Linked DNA regions of Mus musculus: region 2 is linked to region 1. Evidence: chromatin contacts called from public HiChIP or PLAC-seq data. All regions are on one chromosome and are shown on one strand. Each heading gives the region's core, a stretch centred on a gene start, on an enhancer-like site or on the middle of the called end of the contact. The rest is flanking DNA. Distances are from core to core; before and after follow the strand shown.

Region 1 (6,748 bases), core at 242-2,741:
CTTTTCTGTAGTGCTGAAGACTACACCAGGGGCCTCGGGCATGCTGCATGGGTATTCTGCTGCTGAGCCAGACCCTTAGCCAAGACTCACTCCCTCCCTCCCTCCCTCCCTCCCTCCTTCCCTCCCTCCCTCCCTCCCTCCCTCCTTCCCTCCCTCCCTCCCTCCCTCCCTCCCCACCCTCTCGCACCAGCCATTGGGTGTGAGGTAGTTTCTCCTTTTATTTCTGGTATGAATTTCCCAGTGGTTAGCGCTCAGCATCTTCTCATGCACGATGGACGTCTGTGTTCCTGCACCCTGGTTTGGATTGAGTTGTTTGTTATATTGAGCTTTCAGAGTTCTTTATGTTTGCCATATATTGATCCCTTATAATAGATACAATTTGAAAATATTTCCTCCCATCTGATGGATGTATCGATTTTCTTTTCTTTCTTTTTCTTTCTTTCTTTCTTTCTTTCTTTCTTTCTTTCTTTCTTTCTGTCTGTCTGTCTGTCTCCCTCTTTCTTTCTTTCTTTCTTTCTTTCTTTCTTTCTTTCTTTCTTTCTTTCCTAATGGCTGTATCAGTACTCTTTCTTTCTGTCTGTCTGTCTGTCTTTCAAGACAGGGTTTCCTTGTGTAACCCTGGCTTTCCTGGAACTCGCTCTGTAGACCAGACTGGCCTCAAACTTAAAAATCTTCCTGTCTCTGCCACCTGCGTGCTGGGATTAAAGGGGTGAGCCACCACCATCATCACCACCTCCTGGCTCTGTTTGTTGATACACTTGTCTTTCCTGACATCCTGTTAGTGTATGCCTTTTGGATCCTTGCCGAGGCGCACACATCAAACCCACTGCTGGAGGTTTTCATCCTGTTCTTTCCAAGGGTTTTATGGTTTCAAATACCACATTTATGTCTTTGACCCTTTTGAGTTTTGTTTTTGTTACTTAGATAGGGTCTCACCATGTAGTGCTGGATGTCCTGGAACTTGCCATGTAGACTAGGCTGTCCTTAAACTCACAGAGATTCACTTGTCCCTGCCTCCCAAGTGCTGGGACTAAAGGTCTATGCCACCACGCCCAGTTTGAGTTAATTTTTGTTTGTGGTTATAACTAAGTGAATAACTTCATAGCGGGGGGGGGGGGGCGGGGGAGCAGATGAACTGAGGACCGTGTATGTATGAACGCCACATTAATGGATGCTAGGCAGTTGACCTGGTAGAATGTGCGCTACAGGGAAGTGAATGCCCAGCCTCTCAGTACTTTTATTTTGAGACAGGTTCTCACACATTGCCTGGGCTGGCCTTAAACTCACTCTGTGGTCCACACTGGCCGTGAACTTGTAATCTTCCATCCTCTGCCTCCTAAGATTATAGATGTGAGCCGCCTGCACCACCACCCCTCCCCCCAGCTTCCAGACTTACTTTTGAGAATGTTTTTCCCAGATTGGTCACGAGCTGTTCATACACAGTGCCACACCCTGTCCAGAGTATAGAAAGACCGGACATGAGGCCACCCACAGCTGCCCCTCCTCTGCCTGTGCTGTTCTGTCCTATGATCACCTCTGAGGCATGTGCCCATGCACAGAGTTCCAGGAAACCAGGTAGGAAGAGGACTGGCCTGGAACCTGGACAGCGAGATCTGTTGGGCCTGTGCAGGTTCAAGCTTGCACCTTTTAAAAGTCAGATAAATGTATGAGTCACATGCTTATGGAAGATTCAAAAAATAACAAGTAAAGAACACTGAGCCAAAGGCAGCTGCCAAGGCTGTGGGCGGGAGAAAGTCCAGGGCACTCACTGCTGAGTTAAGGCTAGCCTGGTCTACATAGTGAAGTCCAGGCTAGCCAGGACTACAGAAAGACAAAATCAGACAAACAAGCCATCCCAAGCCTGACACAGTGGCACATGAAAGGAACCCCAGCCCTGGGGAGTCTAAGAGTAACCTAATTGACCTCAAAAGACCCAGAAAAACACAAACACCCACAGTGAAAAAGTTTCAGCAGCCCCAAGTATGCAAATGAGAGACGGAAGCTCCTGCACTGGCCCCTCCCTTCTTTCTCTCACTACCTCTGCCAGCCACACACATGCACACACAGACAGCTGTAGCTCTCACATGTGAACACTGGGAACAGTGTGCCATGGATGATATAGTTAACCAAGGGCAGGTTTTGTTTTTAGGTTGAATTTCATGTTAGTGATTTTTACAAAGGACAAAGTAATTTCTAAACCGTCTTTGGTTGGTAGTCAATGAAGCAAATTAGGAGTGTGAGTACAGACAAACCAGACGTGATGCCTAGGCCAGGACCCGGGCAGAGCTGTTCACAGGGGCGCTCAGACTCAGCCAGGTGACTGACCGCTCAAGGGATTAAAAAAGAGCCTGAGCAGGGCCTGCGTCTCCATCTCCTCGCCTCAGCGGTTAACAAGAGCACTTTTTTTTTCCCTCAGCACTCGGCTTTCATAGGACTCTGCCAAGCAGCAGCTCTTCCTGTGGCAGTGGGTACTGCCTAAGGCTTCTGCCTGCTGGGGTGGGCGTACATAGGCCTTTACCACCTTTGTCTTGGGGGGTCTAGGGCTCCGCAGGAATCCCTGGCAGCTCAGTTTAAGAGCCCTGCCTAACCGGAGCTGGAGAGGTGACTCCAGTTTTAGTTAAGAGCACTTGCTCCTCTTGTAGAAGACCCAGGTTCAGCTCCCAGCAGTCCCGTCAGATGGCGACGCACCCGTGACCCCATCCATAGGCATATATGTGACAGATGCAACATACATGTACATAATAAAAATAAATGTTAAAGAAAAAGAGAAGAGGATGGAAAGATAGCTCAGTGATGAAAAGTATTGGCTATTCTTCCAGAGAACCCAGGTTTGGTTCCCAGCATGCATGTGGAGTCTCATAACTGTGTGTAGCTCTAGGTGTAGACCAGGTATACACATGGTGCACAGACACACATGTGGGTAAGGCAAACACATAGCAGCCATAGTGCTCACCCTGGGCTCCTGTCTTACCCCTTGGGGGCACTGAAACAGGGTTATAGGGAAATCTGTCAAGGCTCTGCCCCTGCCTGTGTGGGTTACAGGGGTAACAGGTGCACAGCACCAGGCCTGGCCACACAGAACTCCCCAAATCCCACAGTGCAAGGAAATGTTTCTTGTTTTTGTTTGTTTGTTTTTGTTTTCATATTTTTGGATTTATCTATTTATTATGTATGCAGCTTTCTTGCTGCATGTATGTCTGCAGGCCAGAAGAGGGCATCAGATCCCCTTAAAGATGATTGTAAGCCACCATGTGGTTGCTGGGAATTGAACTCAGGACAACCTCTAGAAGAGCAGTCAGCCATCTTAACTACTTAACTACTGAGCCATCTCTCCAGCCCTGAGGGAACATTTTGGAAGTTTAGCAGTTTGATGCCAGAGATGGAGAGTTTCACATCTTGTAACCTTTGTGTTCCTCTCAGGTCCACAGAGCTGGATTCAAACTGGTCGTGGTTCCAGCTTCGATGCATGCAAGTTGGAGGGAACTCAAATGCTGTAAGTCCCCCGGACTTGCCCTTCCCTCTGCTGGTAGACCAGAAACCTTTCCAGTGGAGCCAGTGTGTGTGTGTCTTCTGGGGCAGGGGCACGACAGGGTTCGTTTTCTTCAGTGCTGTAGCCAGAGGATCATTGTTCAGGCTCCAATAAATAGCCCCACCCCATGCTTCTGCCAGCATCCCTAACTGAACTCAGTGGGTCACACAAAAAGGCAAGGCCAACAGAAGACATGAAAGAAGAAGGGGACTTGTTGGGACAGGCGGTGACAGGAGAGCGAGAGGGTAAAAAGGAGCAGAGCATGTCAGACACAGGGACAGAGTTGTCAAAGAAGAGAACGGTCTAGCCAGAAACATCTTTTGAGACACTGATGTCCCATTTGTTTCCAAATGATACCAACTGGTGTCTGGGGTCCTTTCTGAGGTGCAATTGAACCAAATGCAAGAAATCATATGTGGTCCCATGTGGTGGCCACACCTGATACAGGAATCCCTGACACCCAGCAAGCAGGAACAAGGAGGATCTTTGTGAGTTTGAGGCCAGCCTGGTCTACATAAGGAGTTCCAGGCTAGCCAGGACTATATGGTGAGATGCTAGAAAGAAAAGAAACTACATTAGTATATATCTCAAAAATTATGTCTAGGCTTAAATATTTAAAATCATAATCTTTTTTAAAGACTTATTTATTTATTATATGTAAGTACACTGTAACTGTCTTCAGACACCCCAGAAGGAGGGCATCAGATCTCATTACAGATGGTTGTGAGCCACCATGTGATTGCTGGGATTTGAACTCAGGACCTTTGAAAGAGCAGACAGTGCTCTTAACCGCTGAGCCATCTCTCCAGCCCTAAAATCAAAATCTTAAGTCTAAAATATTGACTTCCAAAAATGTAAAATTGCCTTAGATCAGAATTTCTCAACTGTTTTTATTATTCCTAAGCAAAAAGAAGATAGTAGAGTATTTCAAAGTTATGTTGGGTTCTGTATTTCCTAATGAGAAAAATTAAGAACTAAGAAACATGATCCTGTAGCCAGGTCATGGAGGCACATGCCTTTAATCCCAGCACTCGGGAGGCAGAAGCAGGTGGATCTCTGAGTTCAAGGCCAGCCTGGTCTATAGAGTGAGCCCCATGACAGCCAGGGCTATACAGAGAAACCCTGACGTTCCCCACCCACCACCCCAAAAAAGTAAGAAAGAAAGAGAGAAAGAGGAGGGAAGAAAGAAGAAGAACTCTAATTCTGAGTTGAGGCACTCTGTGGAGGGCGTGGCCATCAGAGAAATGAAAAGTTGTCATGTTTATTCTCTAAGACACCATGTTTGTCCTGCCTGGCTTTCCTTTTGTGACTGTGCATCCCTGGTTGGTCTGAGCTCACAGGCATACATAGTGAGACCCTGCCCATCACCGAGCCCACAGAGGTGGTTCGAAAAGCAATGGGCTCGTTCTCCTATCTAGTCTTGTGTCTGGTTTTATCAAAAGATTAACATTAGGACCTGAGATGATTCAGCTTGCTGTCGAGCCAGATGACCTAGCCTCTATACCTGGAACCCACTTTCTGGAAGGAGACACTAGAGTCCCCCAAGTTGTCACATGACCTCCACATGTACTCCCCCCAACAATCCATTCATCCATTGATCAATCCATAACTGTTCAATATGAAAATATTGTCACTATATTGGAAGGGATCCTCCTTTTCAGTTCTTTATGACATTTATCTCTTAGCGTGTATGTGCTCTCATGCTCCTGCACCTGCCCTGGTTCGTGTGTAGAGGTCAAAGGACAACTTGCCAGAGCTGAATCTCTCTTCCCGAGAGTCTCAGGGATTGAACTCAGGCTGTCAGGGTTTGCAGCAGGCGTCTGTACCTACTGAGCCATCTCTCTGGCCCACGATCCTCTCTCGAAAGGGAAGTTTACTTTAGACCTTCTATGCTGTCTAGTTAGCTTCATTTTCCCTTGACTTTCTAAGCCCCTCTTTCAGAAGCAGGTCAACCATGAGGTCAGAGGTCTTGTGGTATTTCTGTTAATTTGCCTGCTTTCCTCTGTAGTCTTCCTTCTTCCACCAACATGGGTGTGCCACCAAGGACACCAACGCCAAGTACAACAGCCGTGCGGCTCAGCTCTACAGGGAGAAGATCAAGACTCTGGCCACCCAGGCCACCCGCAGACACGGCACCGATGTGAGTTCTTTAGGTGAAGTTCACTTGGTAAAGTGTTTTGTAATTTCTCTGAAGTCTCCTGCAAGGAGCCCAGGGTATGGTGGGCCCTCGTGATGAGAAGGGCTCTGCTTTGTCAATTCACATGTGACCCAGACCAGCAGGTTATTCTTCAATGACAGGGTCCAAAGTGGTAATGGCGGAAAGATAAAGAAGCTAGGGAAGCTGGGGGTTAGGTGATGCTGCACAAGCTGTGTCTTAGGCCGGGCAAGTTTACTAAGCACAGCATCTCCTGTACAAACTGCAGCACAGCATCTCCTACACAGACTGCAGGGCAAATGTGACAGCTCAGCAGAAGGCTACCACACAGTGGAGCAAAATCAGCAGGAAGCCAGTCAAGCGATGCTGCACAAAGGGAACACAGGGTGTCTCAAGTGTGTCACCGCCTGAGCTCACAGCAGCCTGGGAATCGATGACCACAGCCCTTTAGGGGGCAAGAGTTGCGTTTCCAAGAGCTGAAGTCATAGGTCCTCTAAGACTCTGGCCCCAGGCTGTCACTGAGTGATCCAGATTTTAGAAAAGGAACATTCCTTGTCCAGATCAGCCTATCCCTCAGCACGCTGGGACACTGAGGGTCACTGCTGGGGACTTTAGGTTCCTTCCAGTCTCCCTCACACAGGCCATGTCTCCATTAACTGACCAGTGCATAGCTCTGCTTAGTGTGTTTGGAGTTAAAGATGCCTCGTTTTAATGAGATGAGCTGGCTGACACACAGTGACATCCCAGCAGGGATGGCATCTCAGGAGGCAGAAGAAGGAGGAATCCAAGCTTGAGCCCAGCCTGGGCTCAAAGACCCCATCTCAGGAGACAAAAATAAGCAGAGAAGGTGACTCACAGCTAGGGTCCTGGCCACTCAGAAGGAAGGGGCAGAGAGAGCACTTCAGTTGTGAGGCCTGTCTGACCTACATAGTGAGTTCTAGGCTAGTCAGGGCCTTGGAAATAATCAATAAAAGGATAACCTCATTCAATGGACCTAAGCCCAGTGATAGAATGCTTGTTGCCTGGTATGAGAAAGACACGGGGCTTGAACTTCATGCATGCTG
Region 2 (6,418 bases), core at 3,465-5,964, 220 kb after region 1:
CTTTTTTTTTTTTTTTAATTTTTTTAAAATTTTTTTTATGTTTTGTTTTCAAGAGTTTTCTTGTTCTGTTGAAGTTTTCACACAAAACGGAATGAATGGGACCTCCTGCCATTCAGTGAGCACTAGGACAGCTGGGACCTCCTGCCATTCAGTGAGCACTAGGACAGCTGGGACCTCCTGCCATTCAGTGAGCACTAGGACAGCTGGGACCTCCTGCCATTCAGTGAGCACTAGGACAGCTGGGGGCTGCGTCAGGCTACTGGCTTCCTGTGTTCTCACCACTGTCCCTCTAGCCCTGACTGCAAGTATGCAGTGCTGGATGACGGGCAGTGTGCAAGGCATCCCAGCATTCATGGTCCCTTGTTAGTGTTGTGCCAAAGGCCTTGGGTCAGTTCTCTCAGCTTCCATATGGAAGTGAGGAAGGGACCTGTGCCTATTAGCCCTCTTGATTCTCACCTGATAGGGCAACATCAAAGCTTGGTGTGGGTGTGGGTGCCAGCTCCAAGTTGGCTGAGCCTTTTTCCAGGTTCTACCCGGGCGCCTCTGTGTGTTCTACAGCACAGAGGACTTCGGGGAGATTGATTGGATCAGAGCCATTGGCTGGCTCTGGCTCTGCTTTTCTGCCTTCAGTTATCTACAGAACAGCAGGTTTGCCTGAAGTGCAGCCTTCACCAGGGCATTGTCTCTGCTGGTGTCAGTGACCCACATTGATGAGTGGTCTGAGCAGCTGGTGGGTTACTTTACCCAGTGTGTTCCTGCATTGTTTAGTGTGGAACTGTGGGCAGGTGCCGAGTGTCAGATAGCATCGGTCCAGAGCTCGTCAGAGGCCCCTGACAGTGGAAACAGAAGATGCTAAGCTGTCATAGGTGGAGCAGGATCCTAAGGACGCACAATATCAGTTGTGCGTGCTGTAAAGGGACAAACCGAGGAAGTAGAGGAAGCTGCGGCACTGTGACCCATTCAAGGCTAGCACAGTTAAGAGAACTTCAGCTAATTCTTATTTTCCTGAGTTAGATCCCAGCCCATGCCCAGCTGGAAGGGTCTCTTTTGGGTCAAAATCAGTCCTTCAGCTCTAAGGTTGCCCAGCAAAGGAATCTAGGAATGACAACTGCAGTGTCCACTCCTAAACACCTCCTTCTCTTACACCCTTCGAAATGGGTACAAACTTAATTCTTCTCAGAAACTGGAAGACATTCCTCTGTGTTTGCCCCTTCCTGACCCAAGAGACACCCTATACATGAGGGCCCAGCTCTTTACCTCTGGGGACAGCTGGCATGCCTTTGGCTTTGTGTAGAGTAGGGTGGTGAGACCCTTCCTGGCTCCCCTGCTTTGTGAGTTAGGCGTGCTGGGGCACCCTCCTGGCCAGGTGGTACTTTGGGGACTTGGGTGTTTGCATCATAATGTCATCTTGGGAAACAGAAAAGAAGGTGGGCCAACCCTCATGTCCCCCACTCCCTTGCATTATTTCTTTGTGTCTTGTTCAGGAGAAAAGAGGGCCTTGTTACTTTCCACTTCTCAATAAATGTTTGTTATTCCTAACTTTGAGCTATAATGTCTTTTTTCATGGATTTTATTATATTTATTGGATGTCTGTACATTTCATGACCCATGTGTGGTGGTCAGGGGCCAACCTGAGGGAGTCTATTCTCTCCTTCTGCCACATGGGTTCTGTGATTGAAACTCAGTTTTATCAGGCTTAAGGGTAAACACCTTTACCTATTGAGCTAGCTTGTTGGCTCTGGGCTGTTCCCACACACACATTTCTGTGTGTGTGTGTGTGCATGTGCATACATGCGCAAGTGCACAAGTGTATGGGCATACTTGATGCTTGAAGAGAACTAGATGGTGCCTGGAGAACTGGAGTTACAGTTGTAAGCTGCCTTGTAGGTACTGGGAACAAACCCTGGTCCTTTGGAAGAACAGCCAGTGGTCTTACCCCTGAATCATCTCTCCAGCCTCAAAGTAAATTCTTTTTTTTTTTTAAATATTTTTTTTAAGATTTATTATATGTAAATACACTGTGGCTGTCTTCAGACACACCAGAAGAGGGCGTCACATCTTGTTATGGGTGGTTGTGAGCCACCATATGGTTTGCTGGGATTTGAACTCATGACCTTCAGAAGAGCAGTCGGTCGGTGCTTTTACCCGTTGAGCCATCTCACCAGCCCGTAAATTCTTAAGATCAGAGATTATATATACTTCCAAAGTACACTCAAGAGTGCACATTCCCAGCCGGGCGTGGTGGCGCACGCCTTTAATCCCAGCACTCGGGAGGCAGAGGCAGGCGGATTTCTGAGTTTGAGGCCAGCCTGGTCTACAAAGTGAGTTCCAGGACAGCCAGGGCTACACAGAGAAACCCTGTCTCGAAAAATGAAAAAAAAAAAAAAAAAAAAAGAGTGTACATTCCCATGGACCAAAACCCTGCAGTACAAACACTAAACCCAGTGGCTCCATGTGCAGTGAAGGAGACTTCGGATTCCAAGAGTTTAGATAGCCCTGCCCCTCCAGATTTGCTTTCTGCAACAACTCCCTAGCTGGTTCCACTTCTCACATGCAGCTTTCTATTAGATATCCATGCCTCTGACGTCTCTATCATCTTGGAGTCTCTAATGCAGCCCAGGCTTCACCATAAAGGTTACGCTGTGGAATGAGCCTTGCCTCCTTCCAGCTTTGTCACATACACCAGTACCACGAGAATGCCAGGTCTGGCCAGCTTGACGGGGTTCTGGTCCCTCCCAGCACAGTAGCAGCAGCTTCTGTGTGGAAGGTAAACTTCTAGGCAGTTGTCTGGGAGCAGGAAATCCCTTTCTTTGCTAGCTGGGAGTGCTCTTGCGGGTGCAGAGTTGAAGGTGTCTCTTTCCACCTCACAATGACAGCCTCTGAGCACATGGCTGGGCTGCAGCGGAAGGTTTCTCAGGCTGTCCCTTTCCAAGTACTATTCTATCCCTGTCAGCAAGTAGCTACTTTCCTGATGCCACAGATCACCTGTACACTGTAAAGTATTCCTGGGAGTTTAAGTTCTCCAGAGTGAGACAACAGCTCCCTTGTTCCTGCAAACCAGGCCTCACACCTACTTATATGTCAACTTGACACTAGCAAGTCACCTGAAAGGAGGGAACCGCAACTGAAAAAATGTCTCTGAGTTCCAGCTGTAGGGAGCCAGCATCTTCTTAATAAGTGATTAGTTGGGGGAAGGCCCTGCTCATTGTGGGTGGGGCCCTCCCTGGGCTGGTGGTCCTGGGGTCTCTAAGAAATCCAATGGAGCAAACTACGAGAAGCAAGTCAGTACGTTTCATCAGCCCCTGCCTCAGGGTTCCTGACCTGCTGGAGTTACTGCTCTCGCTGCTTCTAATGAACTGTTTCATGAAACTGGAAATAAAGCCTTCCTCCCCACATTACTTCTTAGTCGTGTGTCATCACAGCAACGGTAACCCTAATGAACACACAAGTATCCTCCTGCTTCAGCCAGGATTAAAGCCATGCCCAGATGGATAAAGTTTATTTGGGCTCACTTCAGTTTGTAAAAATTTAAAAAATCTGCCAAGCATGGGTGATGTGTGGCAGTGTCCACCTTTAATCCCAGCACTGGAGGAGACAGAGGCAGACAGATCTCATGTGAAACTGAACCCAGCCTAGTCTACATAGCTAGCCTCAGGTCAGCCCAGGCTACATGGTGAAATCCTGTCTCAGCACACACACAGTATTTTCTTGAGGGAGAGAGCTCATGCCATGAGGCATAAGCCATGGAGTGGGTGTGGAGGTCAAAGGATAACTTGCTGAAAACAATTCTCATCTTCCATGGATGTAATTCAAGATGTCAGGCTTGCCAGCAAGTACTCTTTGTTTACAGTTTCAACCCCAGGCCTCTCAGCCCCTTGCTCTCTCAACTAAAGAGACTGACTGTTCATGGCATCTCACTGCACAAAATCCCAGTTGCACCACGATTTATACGGAATGCTATTTATTTTTTAAAAATTTATAGTCGGGGGCTGGTGAGATGGCTCAGCGGGTAAGAGCACTGACTGCTCTTCCAGAGGTCCTGAGTTCAAATCCCAGCAACCACATGGTGGCTCACAACCATCCGTAATGAGATCTGTCACCCTCTTCTGGTATGTCTGAAGACAGCTACAGTGTACTTATGTAAAATAATAAATAAATCTTTAAAAAAAAAATCTCAAATAAGCCAGGCAGTGGTGGCACACGCCTTTAATCCCAGCACTCGGGAGGCAGAGGCAGGCAGATTTCTGAGTTCGAGGCCAGCCTGGTCTACAGAGAAAGTTCCAGGACAGCCATGGCTATACAAAGAAACCCTGTCTCAAAGAAAAAAAAAAATTATAGTCGGGCAGTGGTGGCACACGCCTTTAATCCCAGCACTTGGGAGGTAGAGGCAGGCGGATTTCTGAGTTCGAGGCCAGCCTGGTCTAGAGTGAGGACAGTCAGAACTACACAGAGAAACCCTGTCTCGAAAAACAAACAAAAATTATGTGTTGAGTGTGCCTGTGCACCACGTGTCCTGGAACTGGGTTCCAGATAATTTTTGAGTGATCGGAAACGAACCCCTATCCTCTGGAAGAGCAGCCAGTGCTCTTTCCATTTATTGCTCCAGCCTCCCTCTACTTCCCAATAGGACAGGGAAGGCTAAATCTTAGGGCCGGGCAAGATCCCGGGAGGCGGGCCTAGGGCTGAGAGGGCGGGGCCCCGCGTGACGCCGTCGTCGTGGAAACGCAGCGGCGCCGGAACACGGAACTCCCAGCCGTCTCTGCGCTCCCAGTTGGCCAAGATGGTGTCTCGCAGGAAGAAACGGAAGGCTGGCGGCCACGAGGAGAGCATACCGAGCCCACCGGGGTATTCAGGTGAGCAGCTGAGGGCCAGGGACCCACCATTTTGCGGGAAGGTGGCTTGCAGGTGGCAGAGGCCCTGGCAACTCGTCAGGTATCGGGGTGCAGGACCCCGCCGCCCCGACTCTGGGTGCTGATTCCGCGGCTGTTCCTCCGAAAGGCCTTGGGCTCGGGCGCGGTTCCTCCAGGCGGCGCCAGGCGTCCTAGGCCCAGCGTTGCAGCTTCGTCGTCCTCAGAAGCTAGTTATCCGCTGTTCTGCTCGTGTCTCGTTCTTTAACAAGCGCTTCCGCAGCTGTCGCCCTCCCAGCCCCGAGATTCGCATCCCACTGGTGTAGACTTAACTGGGAAGGTGGGGCTAAGTCGGCAGGAGGGGTGGGGGGGGGGGAGTTAGCCCTAAACGAAGAATGGGTGGAGGGAAGAGAGTTGGTGTGCCAAGCAGAGCAGCCCATGCTATGGGGGGGGGGGGGGGGGGCTGATGATGTCAGACAGCGGATGCTCCGAGAACGCAACACTGTGCCCGCCCCCTCAGCCTCCTGCGGTGATTATCCGAATACATTTCCCTCCAGCTTCCCGTGGATGGGTGGATGAACAGGCGGGCCGATGGAGCTAGAAAGAGACATAGTGAATTGGAACTTGGGTGGCATAGACACAGACCTCCTTTCAGGGTACCCCAAACTCTCCTGCGCTCGTTTCCCCTGTTAGCTGTTCCAGTCAAGTTCTCGGCAAAGCAGCAGGCTCCTCATTACCTCTACATGAGACAGCACCGAGTTCGCCAAGGCACCCAGTCCACATGGCCTCCCGATCGAACCCTTTTTATCCTTAATGTGCCCCCGTACTGCACACAGGTAAGAGTCTGGTAGACCAGTGGGTTGTGAATGGGGGCTTGCCACGGGCCCTACAGAATCCTGGTGGTCAGATGGAAATTCCTACAAAACCCTCAGTGGAGGATGTTGAAAGACTGGGAGTTTCAGAATAAAAATATGTTTTGTTTTTTTTTTTTTCTCCCTGCCGCCGTCTAGGCAGGGTCCCCCTCTCCCTGGGCTGTTCAGAACTTCCTGAGGCTCAGGCTGGCCTCGAACTTGCTGTACTTCCCCACCCTCCCCGTCTCAACTCATTACAGTTATGAGTGGTCACACCTGGTTTGGAAATTATCCTTCCAACCATTATTTTATTTGTTTGTCTGTTAGTTTTTCATTTTTAAAAGACAAGTCTAACAGTAATCACTGCAGTTCTTTCTAGACATACTTATTAATTTTTTACAGAAAGCATGACATTTGTAGTTCTGTTTCAGACGGGGTCTCTTGCAGCATGAGCTGGCTTCCTACTCACTGTGTAGGTGAGGCTGGCCTTGCACTCATGATCCTCTGCCTTTACCTCTGGAATTCTGGGATTGCATGCCTGTGCCACCACACGGCTTTAATCCCAGCACTCAGAAGCAGAGGCAAGTTTGGATCTCTGAGTTTGAGGCCAGCCTGGTGGTCTACAGAGCGAGTTCCAGGACAGTGAGGGCTAACCAGAGAAACCAGAAAAAGCTCAAAAAAATTTTTTTTAAAGGTTTATTTACTTGTTGTATTGGAGAT

Evidence for each region. HiChIP or PLAC-seq counts read pairs in DNA pulled down with a chosen protein or histone mark.
Region 2: an HNF4G HiChIP or PLAC-seq map of pancreatic cancer cells shows a contact between it and region 1. The contact joins the promoter of Rrp7a here to the enhancer-like site in region 1. A contact is called at or near these places in 3 of 39 promoter capture datasets (the 3T3-L1 cell line, embryonic stem cells and liver), 1 of 484 Hi-C or Micro-C datasets (stem cell-derived neural stem cells), 3 of 115 datasets of contacts at active chromatin or transcription factors (embryonic stem cells and pancreatic cancer cells) and 4 of 9 other capture datasets (adipose tissue, embryonic stem cells, liver and 1 more).

What each region holds. Positions count from the first base shown.
Region 1 is chr15:83,333,399-83,340,146 of GRCm38.p6, reverse strand. Arfgap3 (ADP-ribosylation factor GTPase activating protein 3) reads left to right here. Exons shown (of 16, transcript NM_001357756.1): 3 at 3,421-3,493; 4 at 5,538-5,669. Among named protein-coding and RNA genes, the nearest start is that of Gm51290, 5.1 kb to the left of the region's middle. Within about 2 kb of position 1,491, at least 51 of the 459 cell types and tissues checked have an H3K27ac peak or open chromatin away from gene starts, as enhancers often do. A contact at or near this core is called in pancreatic cancer cells, where this site is marked.
Region 2 is chr15:83,121,097-83,127,514 of GRCm38.p6, reverse strand. It overlaps Rrp7a (ribosomal RNA processing 7 homolog A (S. cerevisiae)), which reads left to right and starts at 4,714. Exons shown (of 7, transcript NM_029101.4): 1 at 4,714-4,853; 2 at 5,541-5,683. The coding sequence starts at 4,781. Poldip3 (polymerase (DNA-directed), delta interacting protein 3) reads left to right here. Exons shown (of 9, transcript NM_178627.4): 9 at 1-1,547.